2 separate regions of the Siniperca chuatsi genome follow, and region 1 is linked to region 2. A link is a contact called in public Hi-C data. All regions are on one chromosome and are shown on one strand. Each heading gives the region's core, a stretch centred on a gene start, on an enhancer-like site or on the middle of the called end of the contact. The rest is flanking DNA. Distances are from core to core; before and after follow the strand shown. Region 1 holds the start of il11ra (interleukin-11 receptor subunit alpha). Region 2 overlaps il11ra (interleukin-11 receptor subunit alpha).

What was found. Hi-C and Micro-C count contacts between places; a contact is called where the count stands out from the background.
Region 1: a Hi-C map of an unstated tissue shows a contact between it and region 2, with 5 times the contacts expected there. The contact joins the promoter of il11ra here to the enhancer-like site in region 2. A contact is called at or near these places in 3 of 3 Hi-C or Micro-C datasets (liver, skeletal muscle and an unstated tissue).

Annotation. Positions count from the first base shown.
Region 1 is chrLG18:18,736,562-18,741,250 of ASM2008510v1, forward strand. It overlaps il11ra (interleukin-11 receptor subunit alpha), which reads right to left and starts at 3,313. Exons shown (of 12, transcript XM_044175500.1): 1 at 3,149-3,313.
Region 2 is chrLG18:18,697,856-18,702,469 of ASM2008510v1, forward strand. It overlaps il11ra (interleukin-11 receptor subunit alpha), which reads right to left. Exons shown (of 12, transcript XM_044175500.1): 3 at 3,346-3,412; 4 at 2,482-2,648; 5 at 1,598-1,712; 6 at 1,147-1,310; 7 at 1-121. Among protein-coding and RNA genes, the nearest start is that of tmem267, 20 kb to the left of the region's middle. Within about 2 kb of position 1,731, the one cell type or tissue checked has an H3K27ac peak away from gene starts, as active enhancers do. A contact at or near this core is called in liver, where this site is marked.

The sequences.
Region 1 (4,689 bases), core at 2,063-4,562, 40 kb after region 2:
TGTTTGGAGGTGAGTTTAACTGAACTGACCTGTGCTAAAAAAATAACTGAAGTTAGACTAAATGGTTGTAGGTCTGTATTTATCAAATTGCAAAAAGGGACATTTTGGACTTTCTCCGATTGGTTATTCTTCTCTGAGCATTCATGTGATTAATCGTGTGATAACTTGAGAGCTACTCATAAAAGTTACTCCAACACTTAACTGTAACTAGAGGTAATTCTCTTGATGAATGTGTTCTAGCAAATACATTTTTTACCCAAAAGTGGGTTCACGGATAAGTACGAGTCTCCACCTTGACTACACTGCAGTTAACATGACTACACAAACCCAAACTAAGCTAGGCCTAAATCTATCAGAAAAGTTGCCTTAAGGCCTATCACAAAGCAACACTGTATAGTTTATCTTACACCTTGACAGGCTCCAAAGGTGGCAAAATGTGTAGATGTCAGCCATGTTTGAAATAAGGTATTTCACTTTTCTCAGATATCTGAGCACTTTGGATTTCCCATTCTTTTTTTGGATATCCCTGTAGCCCCTGAGTCCAAATAGCAAATTTGTTCACTGAGTGTATTTCTAAATAATCTTTTTACAGTTTTTTTGGTCACAATGTTTGTAAAGCAAAAATACACTCCAGGTTTCCTTTTATAGAGACAGAACACTTGGGAATCCATGGGTAGGTAAACATCAAGGTGCCTGGTGTCTCTCGTTTTTTTTTACTCTGTGTACATTTAGTTTCACAGTGGTAAAGCTGTCAAGACAGTGGAAGAGCTGATGTTCTGCTAGACAGTTTCAAAGCCAGATCTCTTTAAAGTAATGTGAATTTGACAAGCTAGAGATTAAAACCAAGGAACACCTTCCTGATCCGGCCACCCAGTCTGCGAAGTGAAATCCATTATCAGTAAACGCTGTTGTAATTGACAGATACTGCAGGGAGTGGCCAGGTGTTTGGCTGCTCTCTCCACAGAGCTCTGGCAGTTAAATTAGCTGAATGGATTTTAAAGCAAAGAAATAAACAGACAACAGACAGTCAACAAACTACAGTCTACGAGTGCAAACTCTTCCCTTCCATTTCTCAAGCAACCAACAGTGACAAGCCATTTGTCTACAAAAGCAGGAAAGTCATAAATTGGTCAATACAGTCAATCCTGTTTGGGCCAATCCCAATCAAACAGCAAAATGTGATGGGGACAACTTTACCCCAAAAGAAGGCAACACATACCAAACTCTGACCATTCAACAACTGATCATGACTCCTCTGCACCGAACAAACCAATAACACCTTGAGTAACGTTTGAGCTTATACAACAGACTTAAAATCCTTAATTAATCCCTAAATTTCCTCCTTTGTTAACATTTAAAGCAGCAATGAGTAAGAGTGTAAGTGCAAATATTCTATGTGCTAAAAAAAAAAAAAAAAACTGCTTTTACATTTAAATTAAATGATGTTATACATAATTGGATGCAGCTTGATACATGAAACACCTACACCTACTTTGGGGTAATCACGACCTTAACTTGGCCTTCATACATAAGTACATTAATACATCATGTCCCCACTGGTTCATATCAAATGTCATTTTCAAATAAAAATACAAAATGCCAAACAAAAAACAACCAAACCAAATACACAACGACTCAAAACTGAAATACAAGCTTCAACGCATGAATTAAAGTCTCCTTCAGAGCCCTCTACAACATGTGCTCTATCTCTTCGAAGCATTGCAGACTGGCCTGGTTGATAAACAAGAGCGTAAACTGATGTCACATTTCAGGATTTGTGGGTAAGGTTCAAATTCTGACACTGATACGCAATGTGCAATGTTACATAGTGATGCAAGAATACAGATCCCACATTTAAATCTTCTTCCTAAACAACTAAACCTTTACTTTCTCAGTGGTTTTAAGCAATAGAAGAGTTGTATCTCCCTTTACAGCATGAACTTTGACCCACATTTCACTTAAAATTGGAAGACATTTGAGAAAGAGCCACAAATTGAGCTAATTTTGAGCAAAAGAGCTTGCAGCTTAGTCTCTCTGCCTCCTTCTACCACCTACCTCCCCTCTCCTACTCCTGAGACGCCCCTAGGCTTGGTCTTTCTGCTTGGTCTGTTTGCATTCCTGTTAAGCTCTATTTAAAGGCTTGATCACTCCACTGGCTGGAGGAATGCACATCTGTAGTGAGACCCCATCCCACTGTCTCTTTGTATGTGTGTACAGTATTTGTTTCTCTGTGCATTAACCTTTACTCTTGCCCCGGAACTATAATTGTCATAAATATACAAAAATAAAAAGCAGGATGAAGACTAATGTTGTTTAACACATCAACAAGTGATTTGGATGACTCATGATTTCAAAGCTTCATCTAAGTGTGTTTCTGTGCTTGTGTTTGAGAGCTAGAAGCAAAACAAGTAAACGAAGCCAGTGCAACAACAGTGCTTTTGATAGTAGCTCTCTATCTTACTTTCCCTATCAAAAGACACATAGCTATAGTGTTGCATATATATATATATATATATATATATATATATATATATATATATATATATATAAAAAAGATACAGCTCACAACCCACACATGCCACATAAATAACACACAGGCTATTTATCTATCCAATTGAAGACTTTTTTTGAGTTCATTAATTCTAATAATATAATACATTTTAAATTTAATTTTAAAAATTTCTTCAATAATATCTGATAATTTGCTTGTGTGCTGCTGCTTTCTTCCTACAACTTTCACCAACAAAGATCCTAAATTGAATTTGAACCCAAAACACAGTTGCAGCAACATGTTTTATCAGTTTTCAGTGAAGAAAACAGCCCATGTTCAGTTTATCTCATAATTATCAGACATAAAATTACAATAAATGATAGAATAATGCCAGACATCTATGGGACATTGTTGGAAGCATAATTATAGGGCATATAATTAAAAGAATGTTATATAACAAGTCTTCAGGGTGCTACACAAGCTAAAGAGGGGCCAACATGCAAGCTAGCAGCATGACACATCCCCACTGTGAATAACATTGGAGTAAATTTCCCCTGTTGCCTCCTGTCCCGCGTAGTGAGGCGGATAAACTTTTCGCCCCCCACACACACCGCTTCCCTCCTCCCCGGTTTGAACAATTTAAATCACTAAACTTACCTTGGAAAATCTCCCCGAGTCAAACAGGCATTATTATGTTGTCTCCTTCCATGGTCGGGACTTTGTCGAGTTGTTCTTCGGCTCCCCGTGACTGGAAACGGACTAGCGGGGTAGCAGAGCAACAAAGTCGGACAAGGAGGAGGAGAAGGGGCGGAAGGAGGCCAGACAAGTCGGCCGCCGCCTCGTTGGAGGAGCCGGCTGTCAATCACCCGGCTGAGTGGGCGGGTCCTAACTGTAAAGGGATTATGGAGTTTGAGCTATCAGCACTGATCCCAGATCTGAGGTCTAAGGAATGTGGCATAGAAAAACAGATACAGGTCTCTTGCAGCAGGATTATGATAGTTTGACATTTGCATCACTTTTCACGTGAAAAAGCAAACAGACATTGCAAGGTAGTACTGGAAACTTTTTTTTAAATGAATTTAAATTAATGCAGTTTTAGTTTATGGTGAAATAACAATAACAATAATGATAATGGATTACATTTATATAGCACCTTATCTTTGATACTCCAAGCACTTCCGTGAAGGGGGAAACTTACCTCAGCCACCACCATGTGTAGCACCCACCTGGGTGATGATGGTGAAATGAATGTGCCAAATGACCAAACTATTTATGCAGTGGGTTTACCTATAAAAGCCAGTGATTAAACTATTACTTGACTATTTCTTTTTTTATTGTATTTATTAATTAAATGAATCACTCATTTTAATGTATTAATGTAATCTTATTTAATTTGAATCAAGCTCATTTTCAAATAATCCAACTATATGCAATTTTTTTGTTTTTGCCTCAGTTTGAGGAGAGGAGAGGGGAAAAAACTGGTAAAATGAAGTGCAAAGATAAATACACTGAGATAACGTGAATTTAATTTAGCATTTATATGTACTGCTGACTGAAGAAAAACATTAACGTCAGCCGTGGTAAGAACATGTAGGACACATTTTGTGTCAACTGTGTTGTTTCCCCACTAATTGTATACATATGTGTACAAAGGCAATGGATATAGCAACTATAGTCCACAAATGCTGTTTTCCTCGACCAGCTCATTACAGTCAAACAGATCACGATTGGCTGTCGAATAGCTGACCCTTTTCATCACCCAGCTAAATTGTGAATCCTACTTCATGAGACAGGTCACTGATTTATTTATTTATTTATCCTTTATGTCGCTTACCTGTTATGTGATGAGTACAGAAACACATTAAATCCATTAATGGCCCCAGTGCTCTATGCTTTAGCAGACAATAAATTGGATGACAGCAGTGACCTTTTATCCTCCCTCATGAATATAAATGGAGGTTGAAAAACACATCTGTCAGCGTAACACAGTCCAATGCAACACTACAGGCTGAAAATAACCGTAGGGTAGAATCAACACCTCTCTGATGCGTGTCAACAGAAACTGAGGGGTTCAGGCTTCACAAAGGTAAGATTTATTGCAGGGGTGTTATTTTGGATTGCATTTAATTGTACAGGTTTGCCTAATAAACTGGTAACTGAGTCTATACTGTAATGTCTTAAGTCTTCCGTGATTATGG
Region 2 (4,614 bases), core at 481-2,980:
AACACAAGGGGGAAAGCAACATGCAGCGGCCAGGAAGAGGGAAAGTTCCACGAGACGATCAGCCTCTTTGGATAGCCTTCTAGCTCCTTCACCAATACTGACTCTGGAGGGTCTGGTTTCACTGCAAAGAAAGACAGATAGAAAGAAAGAAAGTAAGATTTAGCCACAATTATTTCCACTATGGTTGGCATACTATTTAAAAGACCATTAGACACAATTTAGAGTACAAGAGGGCAGAATGTAACAAAGCAAATCAAAGCACCTGTTCAGACATAAATGCATGATTTCTTCAACTGGTTTGCTTTTAGAACCAGACTTTTTTTTTTTTTTTTTAGTTGCTGTTGTTTCTCTCTCGGATGAATGACCTAGTGTAGCCATATTTGCAGCTTTAAGGAATATATAGTGAATCCAACTTTAATTCAAAAAGTGCTTCATTAAATTACCTTTTTTTATGCCTATATCACCTTGCTATTACTAGAACTATCCATCCCACAGACTCTTATCTCTTTATTTGTTTTTTACCACACTTCATACCACTGTGACAAAGAGAATGTAAAGGTTAAGAAAAAACTGAGGAACATCTAACAGGTACACCAGCCGCTTTAAAGACTTTTGAATGGCTCTGCTCAAGAGCAACAAGAACGTCATGCAGACAGAGAAGCAGCAAAACAAAGTTAATTGAGTTCATTATATGAGGACCAATGCAATGTTTGTGTACCGGTCTAATAAATACATGTACATGTGAAAACGTGTGCATATGTAAATTTGGAAAATAGTGAAAGTATATGCCTTTTTAGCTTTTATGGACATAAACCTTTGTAACTATTGATTTTAGGCAAAGGAAGGAGAGTAGACAATGGAGGTGCTATTGAAGCATGAAGTTGCTTTACTAAATGATTTTAAATCAGTGTGATGTCACAACTGTAAAGAATAATATAGGGGACAGGGCCAGCAATATTGCCAGCCAATCACAATAGTATTTTTTTTTTTAAATAATGCTATAGCCTGTTTCAGTAAAGCTGGGTGTGGAGCACTGGAAACAAAAATGAGAAAAACTGTGTGTGTGTGTGTGTGTGTGTGTGTGTGTGTGTGTGTGTGTGTGTGTGTGTGTGTGTGTGCGTGTGCGTGCGTTTAATGTGATCTTACATAGCTCATCTAACTTAAACCGGACATATGTTGTCATGGACCCAAGCCCATTAGTCTCTATGATTCTCAGGGTATGGATGGTCTGCCAGAAGGCAGGGTGATCTACATCACAGTGCTTGCGGGCGATGTCCATGATGCATGGCCTCCACTCCTGACCATTCCCCCTTGAAAACGAGACAAAACATGGTCAAGTGTTGTGTTCTGTTGGGTAAAAGACAACTTAAGTGTGTGCTGGAAACTGCAGGACGGTTATAACCAAGTGGTCACCACAGCTGAATGCTGAAGAGGGGAAGCAGAGAAGGACAGAGAGGGTTCAAATTGGGATACCACTCTATATGCATGACATTCAAAATGTAACTCTGTGGCACATGCACTATATTTAGTTTCTTCATAGTCCATTCAGAATGTGACCTTGGGCATTACTGTTTCACTTGCAGTAACTCACTCTTACCCGAAGGAGGCATTATACTTGGCTGGCAGGAATGTCTTTACTGATTCCACCCAGGAGCAGCGAACATGCGTGTGATTGGGCACTTGACAGGAAACGCTCAGCAGCCCAGGGGGATCTAGGAAACGGGAGTCAGACAGAGCTCATTTTCAGGACAGACAGGGAGTTTGTTTTTTAAGGGCCCTATTAGATGTAATGTTTTAAAAGTTTCTCTGTCTTGTCTTCAAGTCTAAAATGAACAGCTCTGTACCCTGGTGTTCCTATCAAGGACCAAAATATTTCAGGCTAGGCTAGTCCCATGGAAAACTCCCTGTCCCTAAAAAGGAAGCCTACTTAGGGAGCTGCTTCCTGTTTGAGACATTTACAGGAAGTGGAGGGCTTTGTCTATGTCACGGCCAATAAGACCTGCTTCCTCTGAGGGCCAGCAGCTCTGTTATGATTATTGTTGTACTGTTGCACTGTTGTAATAAGATGTCTTGTTACAACCAGAGAGCCAGCATAAATTAGATGTTGAGAGAAGAAAGTCATTCATGTAAAAAAGGGGGGAGAGAAAGAAACAGAAATAGATGATTGAGAAACAAACAGAGGAAAATATGTTTAGACAAACTCAAGAGAGAGATGAGAATGACTGAGAAAGAGAAACAGAAACTTCTTTTATGCTTTTATGCTGAATTATCGAAAGAATGAACTGAACTGTGAGGGACTGGGATGCTGTCTCTGCATGTAGGGGCTAAAACACGAGGGACACCGGCATGTTCCTGCTGCAAAAAGTAATTTTTTAAAGCTGTAGTCCCATGGCGAGAGACTAAAAGTACAGCAGAGCTGTTAAAGTGTAATAACTCCTAAATTAGGCACTGTGAACCTGGACAAGTCACAACAACACTTACATCCCAGCATGAGTTTGACAGAGTGGAGGAGGAGCCCCCGGTTGTCATAGCAGCTGTAGTTGCCCTGCGCTGAGTGGTCGACGTGCAGCAGGACTAAGGCTCCGTCTGATGTCACTTTGTGCCATGGCAACGGTGAGTTGTGGTTCAGATGCCACACAACAGGTGTCCTGGTCGGGAACATGTTAGAGTTTCGTTATTATGCTTGTGAGGACTTCACTCACTGACCTGTAAGCCTTATGCTCAACCCAAGACCTAAACTAGAACTAAACTCTTTAAGGACATTATCATAGGTATCTGTCTTTTTTTATTGTTTTTAAAGATGGTTTAGCTGATGTTCACTGTTCCTCTTTACTAATTATGTTTAACAGTATTTGGCATACATTGGCTCTCAAATTGGATAATTTAGCCTTTTTTGGGGGGGATTTAAAAATGCAGGCACTGTCTGGGCCTTTGTATCACGATAAGTTATCTTCTGTTGCCTTGAAAACAAAAATGTTGACTGTCAGACCACCATTAAAACTGACATTTTGTCCAGGATTTCCTACATTTCTCAGATTGTCTTTCAGCAAATCTTGAAGAAGGCACTTATCGTACTGTGCCACTGACTTAAAATTCAATATTTCTTGTGGCTGCACTGCATTCTAGTCTATTTTCTGCTTCTATGGGTTTACAAATTGGTATCACTGCAACTTTTATGATGTATTTGTTCCTGTGCGACTCTTGAATGTAATAAATGTAACTGCTGTACTGACATTTAGTAGCTACTTTCAAACTCCCGTATGACTGTGCTGGAAATATCTCTGTCGTTAGAGAACAAAAAAAACACAACTTTAAGCTACACAGGCAATAGTTTTCTTTCTTTACCTGATTTGTGACTTCCCGCATGCCAGTGTCACATTTGACTCCAAGTGCCCATACTGCACACCTGACACTTAAAACACAGACATCACATAAAATATTAAAGCACATTGTCGTTTGGCTTACAGTATCTGCACACTGCACAATCTGACATACCATGTGTCTGCATTGTCTGTAATGTGATTTAAGCGCCACCATTTCCAGTAGAGTCAACAGTATCACAATAACATGACCATACAAGGTTAGGGATCCTGCAGAAACTAGACTGAGGAGACTTTGGCACACAGTATAAAGATGTTCCAGTGTGTTTTATTTTTCTGAAAGTTTATTATCACAATTAAAATGTTACTCTATATCAGCAAATCCACTTGAAGACCACTTCAGTAATAGACAGAGAAGCAGTTAAGCATTTTTAGAAGATAGAGATATAGTTTTTACTCTCAAACTCCATTTAGAAACATTTTTGATATTTACACTGAAAAAATGAGCCCTTGTAATCTGAAAAATGCTGTTGATCACACTAAGAATCAACACCAAAATCTGTCGATTTGCACAACTTTGAGCTGCTTTCTGCTAATTGTCTTTGCCTGTCTATAAGATTGAGTCACTGACTACAGAAGATTCAACATTGTCTTGTCCTTCCAGCCTTAACTTCACAAAGACCCAAAACAAACAAGTGACTGGCGTGCTATGGATTTTGGAACACTGAGGACTGAAGAAGATACACTGACAGAGTCCTCAGTGTTACAAAATATCAGTATTCAGGCAGAAGCGGGACATATTCTCAACCACATATGGAGCAACTTGGGATGGAAATGGGACAGCTTTGCAATGTGGATTTGGAAGGAGATGGCCTTTAAAATTGGATGCATCATTTTTTGCTTGTTTCTGCCCAAATCTAACCATGCAAATAGCTTCAGTTTTATCTATTTTTACCCAAGAAAAAGCTTTAAGCAGCACAAACAAAACTCCATGTGCCCCCATAGAACTGGGGTGGCGGCACACCTTTCAGACATGATATCTCCAAACCTGTGTACAAACAACGAAAGCTATCGTGAACCAACCCTTTAATGTGCGAGCAGATGTGATGTAGCCTAGTAGTTGTAGAGATTGTTCTGTAACATAATGTCACAGGTTTATTGCCCGCAACAGTTCATGAGAATCCATTAATGTGTCTAAGGCCATGTATGCTCACTTTGGTGTACTTTAGTGAATATAACAACCATTTGTATCAATAACTTAAAGTATGAGACAGAAGCTGCTAAACGATTACTT